2 separate regions of the Mus musculus genome follow, and region 2 is linked to region 1. The links are chromatin contacts, called in public Hi-C maps. All regions are on one chromosome and are shown on one strand. Each heading gives the region's core, a stretch centred on a gene start, on an enhancer-like site or on the middle of the called end of the contact. The rest is flanking DNA. Distances are from core to core; before and after follow the strand shown.

Region 1 (4,585 bases), core at 1,139-3,638:
CCTTTTAATTATAGCTGCTCCCACTCCCCACGTGGTCCTCCCACTCCAGGCTCCCACCATCTACTCATGCATCCCCAGCCCCTTACTCTGTACCTAATCTCTGTGGTTCTATGGATTGTAGCTTGTTTACCGTTGACTTTATAGCTAACATCCACATATAAGTGAATATATACCATATTTACCTTGGGTCTCAGCTATTTCCTCAGGATGACTTTTTCTAGCCCCATTTTTTTTTTTACCTGCAAATTTAATGATTTCCTTCTTTTAAATGACTGAGTAATATACTCCATTGCCTAAACACACCACATTTTCTTTATCTATTATCTATTCTTTGGCTGAGACACATCTAGATTGTTTGCCAGTTTCTGGCTATTATGAATATAATAACAATGAACATGGTTGAGCAACCATCTCTGTGGTAGGATGAAGGGTCCTTGGGATTATGCTAGAGTAAAATAGCTGGATCTTTAGGTAGATTGATTCCCATCTTCCTGAGGAAAATACCACGGTGATTTCCACAGTGCCTATATGAGTTTACACCCTCACCAGCAATGTATGTGTGTTTCCCTTACTCCATAGGGACCTATGAAATGAAATGCTACTGTTCTAAACAACAACAAAAATGTAGCAATAAAATATCTCCCAGTGTCATTCTGCTCCACTCACAGATCAGTGCCTTGCTCAGCCATCATCAGAGAAGCTTCCTCCTGCAGCAGTTGGGAACAAATACAGAGAGCCACAGCCAGACAGTGTGCAGAGAGTGAAGAGCTCAGAATTCCCACCCCTAAGTGGGATGTCTCCGTTAGATCCCTTCCCTCAGGGATCAGAGATATCTGAGGAACAGGAGGTGGGAAGAGTCTAGGAGCCCATGGGAATGAAGGCCACCAAGAGAACAAGGCCCTCTACATCAAAAGATTCATGTATCTATGAACTCACAGAAATCGGGCAGCATGCAGAGGGCCTGCACAGGTGTGCACTGGATGGGGGCCTAGAGCTGAAAGGAGAAGTGGACACATGCCTGCATCCCTAGCCCAGAAGCAGTGTCCTGTTGATAACCACTGGCAAATGAAAATTGAATTTAGGCCAAGGGCGTTTCACTGGGTAAACAAACTACTCTTAAAGCTAGGCAGCATGCCCAGTGGGAGATGCCAACAAAAATAAACTCGGTGGCAGCTTTAGGGGTTCCTTGTCTAATTATGTGTGTCAGGGCTTTACATTGTTTCTAAATTTACCAGTGAGTGTGTGTGTGTGTGTGTGTGTGTGTGTGTGTGTGTGTGTGACCCATACATATATATATACATATATATGCTGTCTTAGGGTTTTATTGCTGTGAACAGACATCATGACCAAGGCAACTCTTATAATAAGGACAACATTTAATTGGGACTGGCTTACAGATTCAGAGGTTCAGTCCATTATTGCCAAAGTGGGAACATAGCAGCATTCAGGCATGGTACAGGCAGAGCAGAGAGTTCTACATCTTCATCAGAAGGCTGCTAGTGGAAGACTGACTTCCAGGCAGCTAGGACTAGGGTCTTAAAGCCCACACCCACAGTGACACACCTACTCCAACAAGGCCACACTTCCAAATAGTGCCACTCCCTGGGCCAAGCATATACAAATCATCATATATACCATACAGGTCCTTTGCACATATATTATGACTTCTAGTTTAGTGTTTTTATGGGATTTCTGAGTGTGAAAGCAAGTGGTTATCTATGTTTGTATCTGCCTTTTGCACTTTTTCTTGGGCTCTTTTTCTTCTGTTTGTTCTGCTCTATTCTGATGTGTCAGTTTTTGTTTTCTCTTGTTTTATTGTAATCCCTTAGAAGCCTATTAATTTTCTAATAAGAGACAGAAGAGGGGATCTAGATGGGAGGGGAAGTAAAGAGAAGTTGATGGAGGGGAAAACCATAATAAGGATATATTAGGTAAGAAAAAAAAACCTGTTTCAATAAAAGGAAAGAAAATAATTAAAATTATCAATAATTTATTATTATTAAAATAATTAAAATTCTACTTATCCACAGATGCTTCATGTTGTAGCATTTGCCCCTCCCCTCACACATTGCACACTCATAGACTCTCTCTGCATGCTGACACACTCTGCATACTGACACACTCTCTCTGCATGCTGACACACTCTCTGCACACACACTCCCTCAGATAGGTCAGCATCTTGACTTAGTGCTGGCTAATTATTCGAGCACCACTTAATTGGTAAAAGTTTGTCTCTAGTGTGGAATTATTTGTCTTGGGTTCAGGCCACTTGTATTCCCCCTTTTGCTGGGCTTGGTTGCTTCATTGAATCGGCTCTCCAAGTCTGAAGCACTGTCCCAGGAAAGAGACTTTAGTTCCACTTCCTGGTTTCTCTCCGTGTGCTCACAGCTGCCACTCACAGGAAGTGTTACTCTGTAGCCAATGCACACAGCTTTTCCATCAGCATTTCGAGGGAGAGAAAAGCTCTCTGAGTTAATCTGTTTAGGAAAGATGCTATAGAGTGTAACAGTTAATATTGCCTGTAACCAAATCACTTCAGACTGGATAATAGAGACCAAAATAGGCCTTGGCTCTGGGCTTGGGCTTTCTGAGATGCAGGCCTTTTATTAGAGCTTTTCTTGGGTAAAGCAAAGTGGAATCCATCCCGAGGTCCTGAGGATTCTCCCATTGCTGTGGCTGCACACTGTGGTTCAGCTGTGACCTGGGAGGGAGAAAGAGAAAAGAACACCAACACCAGTCCAGCATATGTGCTCAGCTCCCAGACCCTGCCTGTGTAGTTCTTACATCATTGGTTACAGCCTTTCTGCTCTGCTTGCTACCTCCTTGTTGCCAAGGTAACACTGGCTGACAAGTCAATACCCTCTCCTGCCTTCCAAGAAACTATCATTTTCCTTCTTTACATTCAGTGTGACCCCAGTGTTCTCCAGCTCCGTCTCTGTCTCATTCTCAGAGACTCAGACCCTCAGCTTAGGCATCCACAAAGAAACTCACTTCCTCCTTCCCAGGGATGAAGCTCCTGCCATACACACTCTCTCTGTATTCCTAACCTTAGCTACTTAAACATCTTTAACCATATTCTCTCAGATGCTCTAAAGCCTCAGACTGTCCCTTGGCTAACTTCTAGCTTCCTGCTTCCCTCTCTGCCCTACCTACCACACTTTCCTGACTGTTCTCTGTCACTGGTTCATTCTTTCCACAGGACCCTTTTTCCTCAGGCTTTGTAAGGCCTCCAGCTGTTGGGTGCCATCTTTAACACATCATGGTGTTTTGTTTTGTTTTGCTTTTTTGTTTGTTTGTTTGTTTGTTTGTTTGAGACAGGGTATCTCTGTGTAGTCCTGGCTGTCCTGGGATTCACTTTGTAGACCAGGTTAGCCTTGAGTTCAGAGATCCACTTGACTCTGCCTCCTGAGTGCTGGGATTAAAGGCATGTGTTACCTCTACCTGACTTACATACTGGTTTTTATTATTCATTTCTTTCTATGGTCCAGTTTCTCATGACCTCCAACACAGCATTCTACAGTGTAACTGCACACTGCTAAATTCTCCTAAGACTCCTATCTCATAATAGCATCCGTACTTCCATGACAGCCACTGGCCTGCAGAAAGCCTGTTCATTGACAGAATAAATATTTCCTGCCATTCTAAATCACGTTTTGTTGATTCAGTTTGCGCTGGTGTCTCTTTTCTCCTGATTTTATCAGGGTCTGAAGATATTTCTTTTTTAATTTTTAGTTTTGAAGCACTTTCAGATTTTAAAATAGATGGCAAAACTCCCACATACTTTTCAATCTTTTAAATGTCAACACCTTGTAACCACAGTACAAGAATCGAAACCAGACATCCACAGTGATGATGTCTTCAGATTTTGTAAACTCCACTTTTCTAAACCAGGATGAAGATCTAGGCCCTCATGTTCTATCAAGGGCCGTATGTGTCTGCTTCTTAGGCTCTCTAATCTAGGCAGCTCCTTCTAGCCTTGCCTTTTAAGACACCGAACCTTTTGAAAGACTTTGCTTTTCAGCTAACATTTGGTTTGTGTAACATTCCCTCATAGTCATACATAGCTTTACACATATTTGCCAAGAAAATCCTTTACGGGTATCATGTGTGATGGCATACGCTTATAATCTCAGCAACTGGGGTGGGAAAACTATAAGATCAGAGTTCAAGGTCAAGTCTGAGCCATCTAGGAAGAACCAATGTCCAAAACCAAATCAACCAACCAAACAAGCAATAAACACAAATACTGAAGATGTAGCTTGATGGGAGAGTACTCGCCTCATAACACAGTGAGGCCTCAGGCTCTATTCTTGGTACCACAGAACAAACAAGTCTCAGCAATAGAAGCAGCTCCCACCACACTGTGTCAGGGGGTTGGGATGCCTGTTTGTGCATCACTGATAATGTGGATGTGGACCATCTGACCAAGGTGGTTCCAACAGCATTTGCCACTCTCGAGCTGTTCTTCTCTCTGTGTAATCGATGGGACCCTTGTAGGACCTAATCTCTGTCCCTCTGCTCATTCTCGTCACACTCCTGTGCCCTCGTTTTTAGTATCTTTTGTCATTCTGGACTTCAATAATTA
Region 2 (4,585 bases), core at 910-3,409, 160 kb before region 1:
AGATTAGAAACGAGATAGAAGAGAAGCAGAGTGCCTAGGCTGTTGGTCTGAATAATGGAGTAGTGCGGAGAGCTGTCAAGGAGTTGGTTCAGGAGAGACGTCTTTGCTATTTGGGAAGAGCCATGAATTCCTTGAAGATAACCCCCTAATATGATGTAAATTGAATATGACATAATATGACATAAATTACTCTAACTTTTTGTTATTTTGATTGATACTTTGTTTGAACATTACAATAATCAAGTTACCCAAATTTAGTGTACATGAGCGCTCTTTGGGTGTTGCTAAAAGGTATGTTCTTGGGCTCTATATTTTAAATTTTATTTTATCTTTTACATTTATTTATTTACTTATATTTATTTTTTTATTTTTTGAGATGGGGCTTCTTTGTGTAGCCTCGGTTGTCCTGGAACTAGCTGTGTAGACCAGATTGGCATTGAACTCACAGAAATACACCTACCTCTGCCTGCTGAACTCCGGGATTAAAGGTGTAGACCACCGCCTCCTGGCTATGAAAGTTTTAAAAGGACTTTTTAAAAAACGATTTGTTTTTTATTTCATGTGCATTGGTGTTTTGTCTGTGTGAGGGTGCCAGATGTCCTGAAAGTGGACCTACAGACAGTTGTGAGCTGCTATGCACGTGCTTGAAATCGAACTCAGGTCTTCTAAAGAGTAACGAGCACTCTTAACACCAGCACTCTTAACTGCTCGAACCATCTCTCTAAGCCCCTTAAGAAGTATTTTCAAGTAGCCTACTAAGCCCAGTTTGTACTGTTCCTATACTGAGGGTTTGGGCGGCTGTCCTCTGCAGCGTGGTCAGCCTCCGGGGGCTCCATTCACAAAGAAAATGGACTCTCCCCGCCTAGAAGCATCGGTGGAAGTGGCTCCTTAGCTAAAGTGGGAGTCCATGAGCCCTGCATGCAGGTTGGAGTGTCAGTTGGCTTGCTCTTCTGCAGACCTATCTTGTGTAGATAACCACAATTGCCTTGTGCCCATTAATGCAGTTGTCCAAGAAGGACTAGAAGACACTGCTGCACTCCAGTCTTCCCCAACTTCTGGCTCTTACAGTCTTTTTGTCCCCTATTTCACAACGGTCCGGAGCCTTTGGGGAAAGGAGTGTTACACAGCTGTCCCATTTGTGGCTGGGCACACCACAGACACTTTCTTCATGTTAGTTAACCAGTTGTGAGTTTCAGCATTAACTGCATGACGAAACTTCTCACAGGAGGTCTCAGAGCTGCACAAAAACAGTTGATGGGTCTAAAGATTTAGGGGGCAGCTTGATGTCTGTTTAGTGGAATAATAAGCTTCCCACTAAGGCCTTTGAGTCCAGAACTGTGGGCTCTTGGAGCCCTAATTGTAATGTGCTTAAGTGAAATCTTACCTTAGGCTTAGACTCTTTCTTGTTCTGGTCATTTTTGTGTAGGGGTTGCTTGAGCGTGCTCCTTGGTCTTGAATACCTAGTTGTCAAGAATCCCCTTTCCCAGCTCCACCTCTTCATGATCTTATTTCCGATCAGAAGGAGGCTGGAAGCTGCTGCTTTGTGGCTCTTAGTGCGGACCGTGGGCCCAGGGCAGCTTTTACAGTGCTGATTGGGAAGTACTTGCTGTGTGATTTTTTTTCCCCCTCCCCTGGAGAAACACAAAACAAACATCTACTCACCCCAGATGACAGTGTAAACAGACCAAGGAAAGGATCCACCCAGGTCGGTCTTGCTTAGCCAGTGAGTTCACTGGAGTTACTTACGGGAGTGTGCTATGGGTGGTCCTCTTCTAGCTTGTCTTTGGTCCATGCATTTGTTTTCCTCCCTTCCCTTCCCTTGTCCCTGTTTAGGGATAAACTCTGGCCAGGGTTGTGGCCAGCCTTTGTGGGGCTGGGGCTTTGTGCATGTCTAACAAGCACTCTGCCAGCTCTGCTCTGAACCCTGCCTATAGCAGTTGACGTTGATAGATACTGTGCACGCATGCTGAGTTTGTATAACATATACCTCAGGTTTATCATAGTAGTATTCTAGCAAAATGAGGAATGAGCATCTGTGAGTAGGAAGCTGATTGGCAGTTGTTCTGTTTTCCTAAAATGCATTGCCTGCAGCTCGTTAAGAATGTGAAAGGAAGCTTGTGCTTAACCGAAAAGGTCTGCCTGCCTGCCTGCCTGCCTGCCTGCCTGCCTTCCTTCCTCAAATGGCTACCAGCAGTCAATTGAGTGAGGGGTGGCAGATGAAGGAGGGAGTAGACTGATCCCAAAGAAACCTAGGAAAGAGGGGAAGAGAGATAAAGAACAAGGGCTTTAGTGGGCTCTCATTTTTCCTGAGGAATCCATCGTTTATACCATACAAGCCAGCGTCAGACACACATGAGGAGACCAGGGAAGATAGGCAGCATCTGTCGATGGTGGCTTGTGGGTGATTCACAAACTGGAGAGGCCACATCAGAGTTCCTGATGGTGGTGCTTTGGTGTTACGGGAGTGCCCCAGGCACAGCCAGCTGGGCAGAGGTTGGATGGTAGCCGTTGTCTTTCTGTTTGGCTATGTCAGGTCATTGGCTGACTGTTGAATACCACAGTGAAGACTTCAGTTACCAGACAGGAGAGGAATAGTCTCTGGGCTAACAGTCTGGAAAAGTCTCTAAATGGGCAGGTGACTGCTGTTCCTATCAGGCAAGTACACAGACTGAATCAGGAGTCTGTTTTCCAGAGTTATTCACATGGTGGTATTGAAATATCCAGTTTTTAAAAGAAAAGAAAAAATGAGTTTTCAAAACACAAAAAACCCTCAAGATATAAGACATACTAAAAAGTGGAATACAATGGCCCATTCTTAGGGGGAAAAAAGGTGACAAAAACCATTCCTAAGATATCCAGCACTGAGCCTGTTACACAGAGGCCATGTGCTCAAAATAATTAAAGAAATGTTGATAAATCAACAGAAACATTTTGAGACAGTGAGCCTGGGTCCATTGTGTAGTGCTTGTTGACTAGACTGGTCTCGGACTGAGCGAGCTCTGCCAGGCTCTGCTCTCCGTGTGCTCGGATTAAAGGCACACAACACCCAACCAAAGGAACCCAATTAGAAGTCTGAAGTTAAGTAGAAATACTCCAGAACTCCGAAATACTATCTTTTCAGTAACAAGTTTTATGCATCTAAAATTGACAAAGCAATACATTTTTGACTCCCCAGAAAATGTGAAAATGGCCTTCCTTTGTAGCACATGGATAGAAGCATTATCCACTTTAGGTTTTCTCAAGTATAATTTGACACTTTGACACAGCTGTTATGCATTCAAGAAAATATAAAATGTTCGCTGATATCAAGCAGGTGTGGTCCTTGCTGCCCATCCTGATGACCTGACTCGGATCCCCAAGACCCACATGGCAGAGGGAGAGAATCAACTCAGTTGTCTTCTCCCCTCCACGGGAGCACCATGTGTGCACACCAAAATAAATAAATAAAAGAACAAAAAGTTAAGCCAGGAAAGAGCATTACTTTTAGCTGTTTATGTATATGTGTGTATCTATGTGTGTGTATGCCACATGTGTGTGGGAGCCTGCAGAGGCCAGAACACTATACTGGGTCCCCTGGAGCAAGACAGTTACAAGCAGTTGTGAAACCAAATGTTCTTAACCATTGAGGTATTTATTCAGCCTGAGATAGCATTATTTTAAGTTAAATGATCAAGAAATGCAAAAATATATATGCCAAGAAAATGAACATTACTGGGTGATCAGTAAAATAAATCATGGTATAAATGAATTGCTTGTGGAATAAAATTTAATTTTTTGCTTTCGTATTTTTCTAGGTTCTATAATAAACTTTATTTTTATCTTTTATTTTTATATTTATTTTTTTATTTTATCTTATAGTTTAACTTTATTTTTATCTTTGATATCTAAAAATGTGATTCAAATTAACATAGTAATTTTAAGTAAACATTCAGAATGTGTTAATGAATTATACTAGTTATTTGACAAAATAGGAAGTAAGGAGAAAACTCCGAAGAGGCGAGGTACTTTTGGCTAAATTAGCTAGCAGTGTAGCTTCTGTGTCAGTAGGGGGTGCTATTGCTTGTGTAGAAGATAACGTTTTTTGTAATTCTCATTTTCTCTGAACTTTCTTCTATTCATTTACTCATCCATTCAATTAAAGTAAATTTAATAATTCATTACCTGCAGGCACTTTCTTACAGCCGTGTGTAACTTTTCCTTGTTAATGATGTATATAGAGTGCAATTTGCCTCGTGTTAAGAGGTAATATGTGAGACGACTCCTAAGCAGCAGTCTTCCATAGAGTGTAAGAACTGCTTCTGTCTCCTTACTTTAAGCCAGCTTTATGTGCATGTTACTTTATGAGTTGAAAATTTTAAATTAGGCCAAAGATTGTACTTTTGAGGATCCTTGCAGTATAATATATGATGTGTATAGGAGTTGTGTAGAAAAGATGCAGTTGTTGAGACTTTCATCTTTGTCTTATATTTAAGTAGGTATTTCTCTGTTGGGAAATGACTTGCATAAACAACTTCAGAGAATGCAAGAAAATTAGTCTTGTCTTTTTCTTCCATACCATAACACTTACAATTTTTTATTCTCTGTT

What was found. A called contact is a pair of places that touch in the nucleus more often than the background predicts.
Region 2: a Hi-C map of Th1 cells shows a contact between it and region 1, with 3 times the contacts expected there. The contact joins two enhancer-like sites. A contact is called at or near these places in 1 of 39 promoter capture datasets (hippocampal neurons), 1 of 15 datasets of contacts at CTCF or cohesin (pro-B cells), 16 of 484 Hi-C or Micro-C datasets (CD4 T cells, CD8 T cells, Th1 cells and 9 more) and 9 of 115 datasets of contacts at active chromatin or transcription factors (CD8 T cells, T-cell acute lymphoblastic leukemia, Th17 cells and 5 more).

Annotation. Positions count from the first base shown.
Region 1 is chr3:68,792,349-68,796,933 of GRCm38.p6, reverse strand. No RefSeq gene overlaps it. Among named protein-coding and RNA genes, the nearest start is that of Gm35584, 33 kb to the right of the region's middle. Within about 2 kb of position 2,388, at least 72 of the 459 cell types and tissues checked have an H3K27ac peak or open chromatin away from gene starts, as enhancers often do. A contact at or near this core is called in CD8 T cells, Th1 cells, Th17 cells and 2 more, where this site is marked.
Region 2 is chr3:68,954,160-68,958,744 of GRCm38.p6, reverse strand. All of the region lies in intron 8 of Ift80 (intraflagellar transport 80), which reads left to right. Among named protein-coding and RNA genes, the nearest start is that of Ift80, 48 kb to the left of the region's middle. Within about 2 kb of position 2,159, at least 47 of the 459 cell types and tissues checked have an H3K27ac peak or open chromatin away from gene starts, as enhancers often do. A contact at or near this core is called in CD8 T cells, Th1 cells, Th17 cells and 2 more, where this site is marked.